Regions from separate parts of the Mus musculus genome. Here region 1 is linked to region 2. A link is a contact called in public HiChIP or PLAC-seq data. All regions are on one chromosome and are shown on one strand. Each heading gives the region's core, a stretch centred on a gene start, on an enhancer-like site or on the middle of the called end of the contact. The rest is flanking DNA. Distances are from core to core; before and after follow the strand shown. Region 1 has its middle 140 kb from the start of 1700025K04Rik. Region 2 has its middle 8.1 kb from the start of Gm36884.

The links. HiChIP or PLAC-seq counts read pairs in DNA pulled down with a chosen protein or histone mark.
Region 1: a contact with region 2 is called in an H3K27ac HiChIP or PLAC-seq map of microglia, with 6 times the contacts expected there. The contact joins two enhancer-like sites. A contact is called at or near these places in 14 of 484 Hi-C or Micro-C datasets (B cells, bone marrow-derived macrophages, brown adipocytes and 8 more) and 3 of 115 datasets of contacts at active chromatin or transcription factors (bone marrow-derived dendritic cells, microglia and neural progenitor cells).

The regions. Positions count from the first base shown.
Region 1 is chr10:126,510,935-126,515,685 of GRCm38.p6, forward strand. No RefSeq gene overlaps it. Among named protein-coding and RNA genes, the nearest start is that of 1700025K04Rik, 140 kb to the left of the region's middle. Within about 2 kb of position 2,472, at least 8 of the 459 cell types and tissues checked have an H3K27ac peak or open chromatin away from gene starts, as enhancers often do. A contact at or near this core is called in microglia, where this site is marked.
Region 2 is chr10:125,734,026-125,739,423 of GRCm38.p6, forward strand. No RefSeq gene overlaps it. Among named protein-coding and RNA genes, the nearest start is that of Gm36884, 8.1 kb to the right of the region's middle. Within about 2 kb of position 1,901, at least 12 of the 459 cell types and tissues checked have an H3K27ac peak or open chromatin away from gene starts, as enhancers often do. A contact at or near this core is called in microglia, where this site is marked.

The DNA.
Region 1 (4,751 bases), core at 1,222-3,721, 780 kb after region 2:
GATGTACGGTGACGTGCAAATACCACAGTGCCATCCCTCTCACGTGTCAATAAATACCAGAGGCTAAATTTTCTTGTGGCACGCATCAGGAAGTATAAAACTTGGGTTGCCAAGGAGACTAACCAGCTCTCCTTTGCCGAATACCTTCTTGAGGATACTCTCCATCTGAGTCACTAAACAGACTCAGATTAAAATCTGCACACTGGATGGACCACCCTCGATCATCGAGCATTGCCCCAGGATAGCCTCTCCACTCCAGATGCTCCATTTGGCTCCTCCCTATATTGCCCATCCACACCTTGTAGTGAAGAGAAAGAGTGAGATCAAATAATGTGTATCTGGCTTTCATGTCATCTCGGGGCCAATCAGGAATAAAAAAAAAAAAATCAACCCACCACATATAAACACCTGTGGCTTAAACTTGGGCCCTAGTGATTGGATATGCTAGGTTGCATCCTGCAACTCAAAAGAAAAAAAAAAAAGATTTCTTAACACACATAATAACTTGTCTGTCCATGTTTTCTGCCCTTTATTTGTGGCAGAGACCACGGGAAAGTTCACTGAAGGCAGCTCTATCAGATCTTGTTATTTGTATCGATGTTTCTTCCGGCTTCCTAGTCAGGTTCCCAGCATGCTCAACATCAGCACCCAGAACTTTGACTTGTGACCAGGTTGGGTCCTCTTACCTGGTTCCCCATCCCCCTGACTCAACAGCCTACTGTGTAGGACTCATTCTCTGCCGTTGGCGTGTGGGCCAGATGCACTTCTATGCTGTCCCCCTGACTCAACAGCCTACTGTGTAGGACTCATTCTCTGCCCTTGGCGTGTGGGCCAGATGCACTTCTATGCTGTTCCTCTGGAAGACAGTGACGGGATGCTGATGACTTTGAACCCCGTAGCGTCATCCATTTGGATTTTTCTACCACGCCCCCCCTCCACTTCCGCCCTAGTATTCTATCTGACTCCTCAAAGTAGCTGGAGCTTAAGGTAGACTTCCCACTGAGGCCGCCTTACTGTTTGCATTACATTTAGATAGATAAAGCTAGATGTTAAATGCCGATCAGCGCTAACAGATCAGCACTAACAGCCGAATGTATATGCTCTCCCAGCTCCTACCCTCATCTGGGAGTGACATGTCCCTCTGCCTTATTTATTCTCTCCTCCTCTCCTACTCAAAGCTCCTCTGATTAATCTGCCAGAATCTTAACATAGTTAGCAGGACATTACCACGGCTCTTTCTGTTTGTTTGTTTGTTTGTTTGTTTGTTTGTTTTTAAACACCTTTTAAGTAATATCAATTTTGAAATATTATCCAATAATCAATAGGTTGAACATATATTTTGTTGCTTGTGACCCTGACCAAGACCCTTGGGGGCAGGTGTAAGAAGGTGCAGGGTCAATAACACAGAGGCGGGGAGTCAGGCAAGGGTCAAAAGCAGACTCGTTTATTGCAGGAACTGGGCAAGCCTTCATACCCACCCCCACCCCGCAACTGGGGCCCCATTGGCCCATGACCAATCACTTGATGTAGTTGGCACCATATGATTGGTTGTTCTAGTCACATGATCTGTCATCATTTGTCTCCAAGTATCAGGCTGGTTGTAGGGGTTAGCAGGTGTAGAAGCTACTGTTGTACATGTGTGGGCCACTGAGGGCTGCTGGTCAGGGTTTGCTGACTCATTCTTCCTACATATTTTAACGTTTATTTTATTATTTATGTGTATGTATGTGTGCATATATGTGTGTGCTAGTATCTACAGAAAGAAGAAGAGCTTGCCTGATCTCCTCAAGCTAGAGTGAGATGTGCTAGGAACTGAACTCTGGTTAAGAGAGCTGCAAGCCCTCTTAACCACTGATCAGGCCCCGGATGCTGAACATCTTCCCCCTCCCCTCATCTTCTTTAGCCATGAGGGGTGCTCCACTCTTAAAGTCGTTTTCTAGCACATCAAACACATGCATATTCATAAGTTGCTATCTATATTAGATTACCCAAGCCTCTGCCTTCTCCCATTAGTGTGGTTAATCAGGAGCCTTACAACATAGAGCTGAGCTGCAAAGTGAGTTCTGGAGCAGAGCAAGAGTGTGCAGAGCCAGCAGATATTCTCAGGATATTTGTTGACCTCTTAGGAAGGTGCAAAGAAAACCGAAATGCATCGAATATTTCAAAAGATTTGAAATGGTTTTGGAGGAGTTTTATTTGCCCAAAGCCCTCTCTAAAGGGAATTACATTTTAAACTGTTATATCACATATATATTTTTATTGCCATTTCTGTTCAGCCATCCAAACACTAAGCTAGAGCATTGGACCATTGGACACAAGGAATGAATTCCAAGGAGATTAGGGAGCCGAGAAAGTGCAGAATGGGTTTAACGACTCGTGGGCGAAGCATTAGTCATTGGTCATAAACCAATGTGGAACCAGAGACACTAGAATGAATTTGGGCTGCAAAGCAACAGGCTCTCTCCGCAGGTTCCACTTGACAGTCCAGCCCGCTGACTCAACACTTCTGCAGAGTCCTGAAGCAAGAGCCCTAGTGGGCTCTTCTACTTTACTTTCAATTTCACCTTTTACAACCAAGGTCTCTTTAATACACTGAATGCAAAAACGGTGATATATGGGAAATGTGTTTGTCCAGAGAGAGAATGGTGACATAAAATGCTCAAATGCACACATATGTGCTCAAACATGTATGTACACGGCTGAAATAAGAAAGATGTTTGCCTTTAACGAATGGATTGAAATACAACATTAACAAAAGGGAATGTCTGGTGGTTTCATGGTTGGCTAAGAAATAGTGGCTTTATTAAGTCTTACCGTAAGAATGTAAAATCTCAGGGGATCTCATGTATGCTCTATCTCTCCACTTTGGACTCTGGGAAAGAATGTGTATCGGGACCCTTTGCAGGGTGTCTGACCCATCCAGTCACCACAAAGGTAACTGCTTCTCACTCTCCTGCTTCACGTCTCCATCCCACAGGCTTTCTGTCTGCGAGTGAATCTGCTCCTACTAGTGGTTCTCCAGCTCCACTTACCTTCTACTCAACCATTTCTGTGTTATTCAGAGGCATCTGTTATTGTTTAGGGATGGCAAACAAACATAGGCAGGGGTCTAACTGCATGAGGCATCTCAAAAATAGAAAAGGCATAATTATATTAGAGTAACCATATAATACCTAAATAGATTATATTTATATATAGTTAAATATATATCATGTACATGTGATATATATAATATCACATATATAATTTATATTACATATATATGTGACTGTGATATTCATGACATATACATACATATACATATGGTATATATCACAAATGTGTGATACATAATATCACATATGATATATATGTGATATATGTGACATATACACATACATATATGTCATATATACATAAATGTCATACATATATACATACATATGTGTCATGTACACATATATTTCATATATATATGTGTGTGTCATACATATCACATACATATATAATATGTGATAAGATGTATATTTATATATAAATATAATTTGTACATATAAATATATATATGAAGTCACACCATTAGCATAATAATGCTCCCCACAAAAGCCATCTAGCAGAAAAACCAGGGTCAGGCATGGACATTTTCTTTCAATTTTGTTGGCCAGAGAAGTACAAGAGACCCCTTAAAACAATAGAGGTTATTCCCATTGCCCTTGGTTGCCTCTCTGAGATTGAAGGTAAGACCCCACTGCTATAAACACAAGCACACTTTGATACAGAGCTTGGAAGAGTCTGACACGGAAGCCTCCTCTGTGAGGATAGGAGGATCGCCTACCACCAAAGGAGCTCTGTGAGCTGCAGAGGGAAGAAAACAATCTAGTCCTACCCGGCCATGATGCCGACAAACCACAACACTGGCCACAATGATAAGATAATCCAAAAGGTGCAGTAGTAGCATGTATATCCTAGAGCAACCACCATCCAAGACCAAGCGTCCTAAAGGAAAGCCTACTACTGCTACTTCCCCAAACCAGAGTAATTTCTAACTACACTCTATATAATTTATCCCCACAAATAAAGTTCTCACCCCTTATCAAAGAGGCTTCTTTTTGTAGGAATGGAGACCATTATAAAAATTCACAACTGGTAAAAATGTGATACACGACTCACTGTAGGATACCCAGCCTCAGGTGGTTGATCTACAATTAAACCACCATGCTGAAGACTCAGGAATATTGAAGAAGAGGGGCTAAAAGACCACAAAGCAGGACAGTTGCTGAAAAATAGTGTCTTTTATATATGACACATGGCTGTACCAGGAAATATCAACAAAATGATCTCCTGAACAAGACCTGGACAATGACACCACCAATTGGCAGGCCAGTGTAGCCAGGAGAATGCTTACAAGACCCCACCCCTAGTTGAAGAGATATAGGTAATTACTACTGAGAGAGGTAGAATTACCAGTCTTCTTCAGGAATAAGCCATCTGATAACCAGCTCTAAGCAGTCAGCCCTAAATAAATATACTTGCAGGCAATGCTAAGTGAACTTGGCAGATTATGTTTGTATGTGTGTGTGTGTGTATATATGTGTGTGTATATATAGTTACATATATGTGTATATATGTATATTGTTGCTATATATATATGTATATACATATATATTTATATGCATATATGTATATGCAACAGTAATTAAAGAATAGCACACAGGAATATGAGAAACAGCTGGACACAGAAGGACCTGGAAAGAGAAGAGGAAGATTATGCA
Region 2 (5,398 bases), core at 651-3,150:
GAAAGGTAAATTTTCTTCACTTGGGGCACAATAAGAAGTTAAAACTCTACTTGAATCTTTAGGTGTTCAGACTCAGATCTTCTCAGCTCTCCCCATCTCTCTCAGGCCTTCCCTGCTTCCAAGGCATCTCCTGGCCCCAGGGTCTCCTGATTCTCTGCTCCTCTTTGTTTCCCTAGAGCAGTGGTTCTCAACCTTCCTAGTGCCACAACCCTGTAATAGAGTTCCTTATGTCTGGTAACCCCACCACCCATGAAATCATTTTTATTGCTACTCCTTAACTGTAGTTTTGCTACTGCTATGAATCATGATGTAAATGTCTGCGTTTTCCAATAGTCTTAGACAAACCCTGTGAAGGGGTCCTTTGAGCCCCAAAAGAGGTTGTGGCAAACGGATTGAGAGCCACTGCCCTAGAGTAAGCCCCTCCCATGCCTTACCTGCATAGAAAGCAATTGCTCACCAGTCATTTGGGTCTTAAAGATGGAAGATGTCTGTCTTTTCTCAAGCTCATGGTCCATCTCAGAGACAAATACTGAATCATTCACGCTCAGGAAAAATTCGTTAATTAAATAACTTTTTAATCCTGACTTAGATTTTACACACATATACAAGTATCAGACTTCACAGGGATGCACAAGTATCCCCACATGTATATACCATTTTGATGCAGCATTGAAATTAATATGACTCTTCTGTAAAATGTAAAGAGTAAGCAACAGAAATGGTCCTTTATGTACGTCTTTGAAGTATGCGTGTTGATTCTTTAATACTATAATCTACACAAAAACATAGGGCCCTGGATCATGAGAAAAGAAATGATCGGGTGCTGGAATGAATGCCCGAGTTCTCTTAGCACTAATATAGAAAACACCAACTTTTGGAATGAATGGTCAAGAAAAAAATGTCCAGTAACCTTAACTTCTAAGCAGGCTGCCTTCAACATTATTGTCTCCACGTACACAATGTTGGGTTGTCTTCACTGAAAATGCCATGGCAACCTTCCAGAGATGAGCAGACATCTCTTTTACTGGGTAGGTAAGAACTCCAGATTGCTGGTTCCACTGGATCTGCACACCCAATCCAGCAGGAAGACTAAGGAATGTGGAAAAGCCAGGAAGGCGTTAGATTCAGGAGTATGGTGCTCACAGGCCACACTGAAAAGGAACTAGCTTTGAGTCAGACTATGCTCTTCAGCTTAACGCTATGGAAGAGCTTATTGATTAGGTTGGGTACAAGAGACAGAGAAGGGCTTTACTGGGCAGGCAAAAAAGATAGAATGCCATTTAGAGTATGCTTGAAGACTTGTCTTCAAGTGGAAGCTCAGCCACTCATGAGTGGATCCACACCGAGAATATTAAGGCTTTTCTGCCCATAATCAGGTTGCTCTCACTACCTGTCCATGGTCACATGTGAGCCACTGATGCTTATACTGACACAGAAGACACTATGACCAGAAACCCAGTCCTTACATCTGAGCAGATCAGATCTGTGTAGAAGTTCCTGCTTAGTGGGTAAACAATAACAAACAAGCATTTAGAAATGCCTGATGAAAGGTTCAAACCTTCCTTCATAGGTCATCGCCAATGAAATAGAGGGTCTCATGATTTCTCTTCCAAAAGGGCCTGAGTTCAATTCTCAGCTGTGTTAGGGTTTCTATCACTGTGAAGAGACACCACGACCACAGCAACTCTTATAAAGGAAAGCCGTTTTGGGGACTGGCTTACAGGCTCAGAGCTTTAGTACATTATTGTCATGGCAAAGAGCATGTTAACACATAGACAGACATGGAGCTGGAGAAGGAGCTGAGAGTTCTACACCCAAATCAGCAGGAAGTAGGAAGAGGAAGTCACACTTGCTGACTTAAGTAATAAGCTCCTGAAACCTCAAAGCCTGCCCCTAGTGATACACATCCTCCCGCAAAGCCACACCTAAACCAATAAGGTCACAGCTTCTATAAAAAGCCACTCTCTATGGGCCTATGGGGGCCATCTGCATTCAAAACCATTGCACCAGCCCACATTGGGTAATGAGAAATTGTGAAGAATCCTGCTGTTGATAAGACCTATGGCCTCCATGGACACCCACAGTCATGTGCACTGACCACACACACACACACACACACACACACACACACACACACACACAGAGGCATGAGATCCTGCAGACTGGATCTTCATCACTTCTGCACCACACAGACCCCATCTGCACTTAGTTAAAACCTGAAAGGTAGCTATCAATAATGTAAAGACACACGGGTCACTGGGTTCACTTAAATGCAGGTTTCTACAGTTCAATATACCTTTATAAAAGCACACTCTGGGCCGGAGTGATGGATTAGTGGTTAAAAGCACAGCTGCTCTTCCCAAGGACCTGGTTTCAATTCCCAACACCTATAGGCTATAGTCACAGCCTTCTGTAATTCCAGTTGCATTGAGTGGAATGCCCTCTGTGGTCTTCTCCCGAAACAGGCACACACATGTGATATACTCATGTGCATCTGTACAGATAAAACAGATAGAGTAAAATAATAAAGTGTGACTGAGAGATGCAAGGGTTGAGCACATTTACCCTCTTCACATTTTCATTTTAAAATTACCCCAATCACTGACTGAAATGTGTCTTTGCAGTAAACTTGCTTTAAGTGAGCTGGGGGGTCGGGGGGAGAGAAGGTTAAAATGGTAGGAAGACTGTTGGTGGCCATGGTGTGTGTGGAGAAAGCCAGCCGGGTCATGAGGGAAGGAATGCTTCCAACACTCAGGAGAGGAAAAAAAGCAAGTAGCAGAACTCAGCTCTATCACAAAATCAACCGACTCATTTATAAGGACTTTCCCAAGGGAATTGTTTAAAATCACAATCAATGGAAAAGATCTTTAAGGAAAGAAGGGGAAATGAATCACTTTAATTCAACCCGATAAGAGCTTCTCTTTATTCTCTGAGTAATAGATTCCTTCTCCAGACCCTCCAAGGGCAGGTCTCCACCGTCAGCAGAAAGAGAAGTTGAGCAATTATTTGTTGAATTTTAATTTGAACAGCTGTAGATCAGAATAATTTAGGTCAATTATGATCAAGGATTCATGTCTGTGTGGTGGCCTCCAGCACCTAAGTTAATGATCCCTCCCTCAATGTAGTCCTGAAAAGAAAACTCACTGAGAGGTCAGGAGAACTCAATGATTTTTTTTTTTGTCCATATCCACCATTTAACTAGTGATTATTAATCTCTCTGAGTTGTAGTCTATCTGAACACTATAGAAAGTATATACAATTGAGCTATTTTGTTAAGCAATGATAAATTACACCATAGATAATTTCATAAATATGAAATGCCAGGTGGGTGACATAGCTCAATAGCTACAGGTTGTGTGGTTTGAATATGTTTGGCTCAGGGAGTGGCAATACTTGGAGGTGTAGCCTTGTTGGAGTAGGTATGTCCCTGTAGGTGTGGGCTTTAATGATATCACCTTAGCTGCCTGGGAGTGAGTATTCTGCTAGCAGCCTTCAGATGAAGATGCGGAACTCTCAGCTTCTCTTACATCATGCCTGCCTGGATGCTACCATGACCTTGATGATAATGGACTGAACCTCTGAATCGGTATGCCAGTCCCAATTAAATGTTGTCCCTATAAGAGCTGCCTTGGTCATGGTGTCTCTTCACAGCAATGAAACCTTAACAGCAGACACAGGTTCTTGCCTGTGGACCACTAAGCCTTAGGACCTAACTTCAATCCCTGGGGTCACCTGGTAGAAGGAGAGATCTAACTCCCACAGGTTGTCCTCTGACCTCACATTTGTGTTGTAGCTCATGTGGGCTCCTGGACACACACATACAGAGGGAGGGACAGGGAGGGGGGATTACTGATAAATGAAAAATGTGTAAATGTGAAGTGTCTGATGACGGTGAAGCCACACAGGCCATTTTCATTCATCACCCTGTATTTGGGTCATGTGAACATTTCTTCAGTATGACTGACAGTGAAGTACATGGGGCTGAAAAGTCAAGGCTGTATAATGTAAAAACAACAAAACAAAACAAAACAAAACAAAACAAAACAAAACAAGCAAGGACTGTAAAGTTGGTTCCAGTTAAGATCACTTCCTTACAGTTTATAATGCCAGTTCAGTTCCAGGGGGTCCAATGCCCTCTTCCAGTCCCCTTGAGCATCAGGCAAGTACCTGACACACAGACATACATTCAGACAAACCTCTATACATATAAAATAACTTTTGAAAAATGCAAAAGCAGGTATATTTGGGAAGGAAAACATGATACAAGGGCATACATTAGATACTTTTCGAAAATGTGCATTTTGGAAAAAATTATTTAGAATATTTTATAACATACAAATATAAGTATAGTGTAATAATATTAATAAAATATGTAATATTTTTATTTATACATAATGACTAGACTCCCCGCAGGGGAATAAAAATGGATTTTTTTCCAATATGTACATGCTAAAATAAAATCGACCTACCCTAATAACCCAATATGATCAGACTTGATGTGTCACAAAAGCAGTACTTCCACAAGATGGAAATGACCTTGACCTCGATTGGAGCTTAAACTGTGCCACCCTGGCCTTTGCTGTCCTTAGGAATAACATCAATGTATTCTAAGCATGGCCAAGAAAAAGAAAGACTTTCAGATCTTCTCAGGAAAATTCGAGTTTACTTGAACCCTAATCTAAATAAGACCAGAGCAGGAGGGCTCCACAGGAGACAACTCCCCAGACACTATAGATTTGCCCCAACCCTTGGTGCTCTCAAGACACAGACACGTGACTTTTAAACATGGACATCAACATGAGCAAGCGCAGAGAAGCTGCACCTGAATGAGTGGGGTCCGTCCGTGGGTTTCTCTGCCCCACTGCTGCTGTTTCCATTGCTTTCCGTGTTTGCTTTCAAATTTATTTGTTGAATACATATGAGGGAATGAGAGTTCATGACAAGTTTAGAAATGTCCAGAGATGATGACAACATCTTTTGATAACTGAAGTGTTAGAGAATTTTTAGACAGTCAGTGCTACTTCTAAGACAGAGACAAAAAGGTAATGCCCATTTGGCATTTTATTCAAGTATTAAGAGTTCCGGTTTTCCTCCCTCTTTTACGAGCAAAGGCAAAACAAAAGTAGTGGTGAATGTTAACACAGTGTTCATACCTATCTTGAGAGCGGGATCTGACTGCAAAAGCTACATTCTAATTTTAATGCCGACAATATTTCATTGCCTGTGTGTGTGTGTGTGTGTGTGTGTGTGTGTGTGTGTGTGTGTGTGTGTTTGTGTCTGTGTGTGCCTCTGTGTGTCTGTGTGTCAGTGTGGTAGGTATTGGTATGTATGCAGAGGCATGTGCCTACAATGAGCAGGTCTGGAGGCCAGAAGCTGATATCAGTTCCTTCCTCTATCA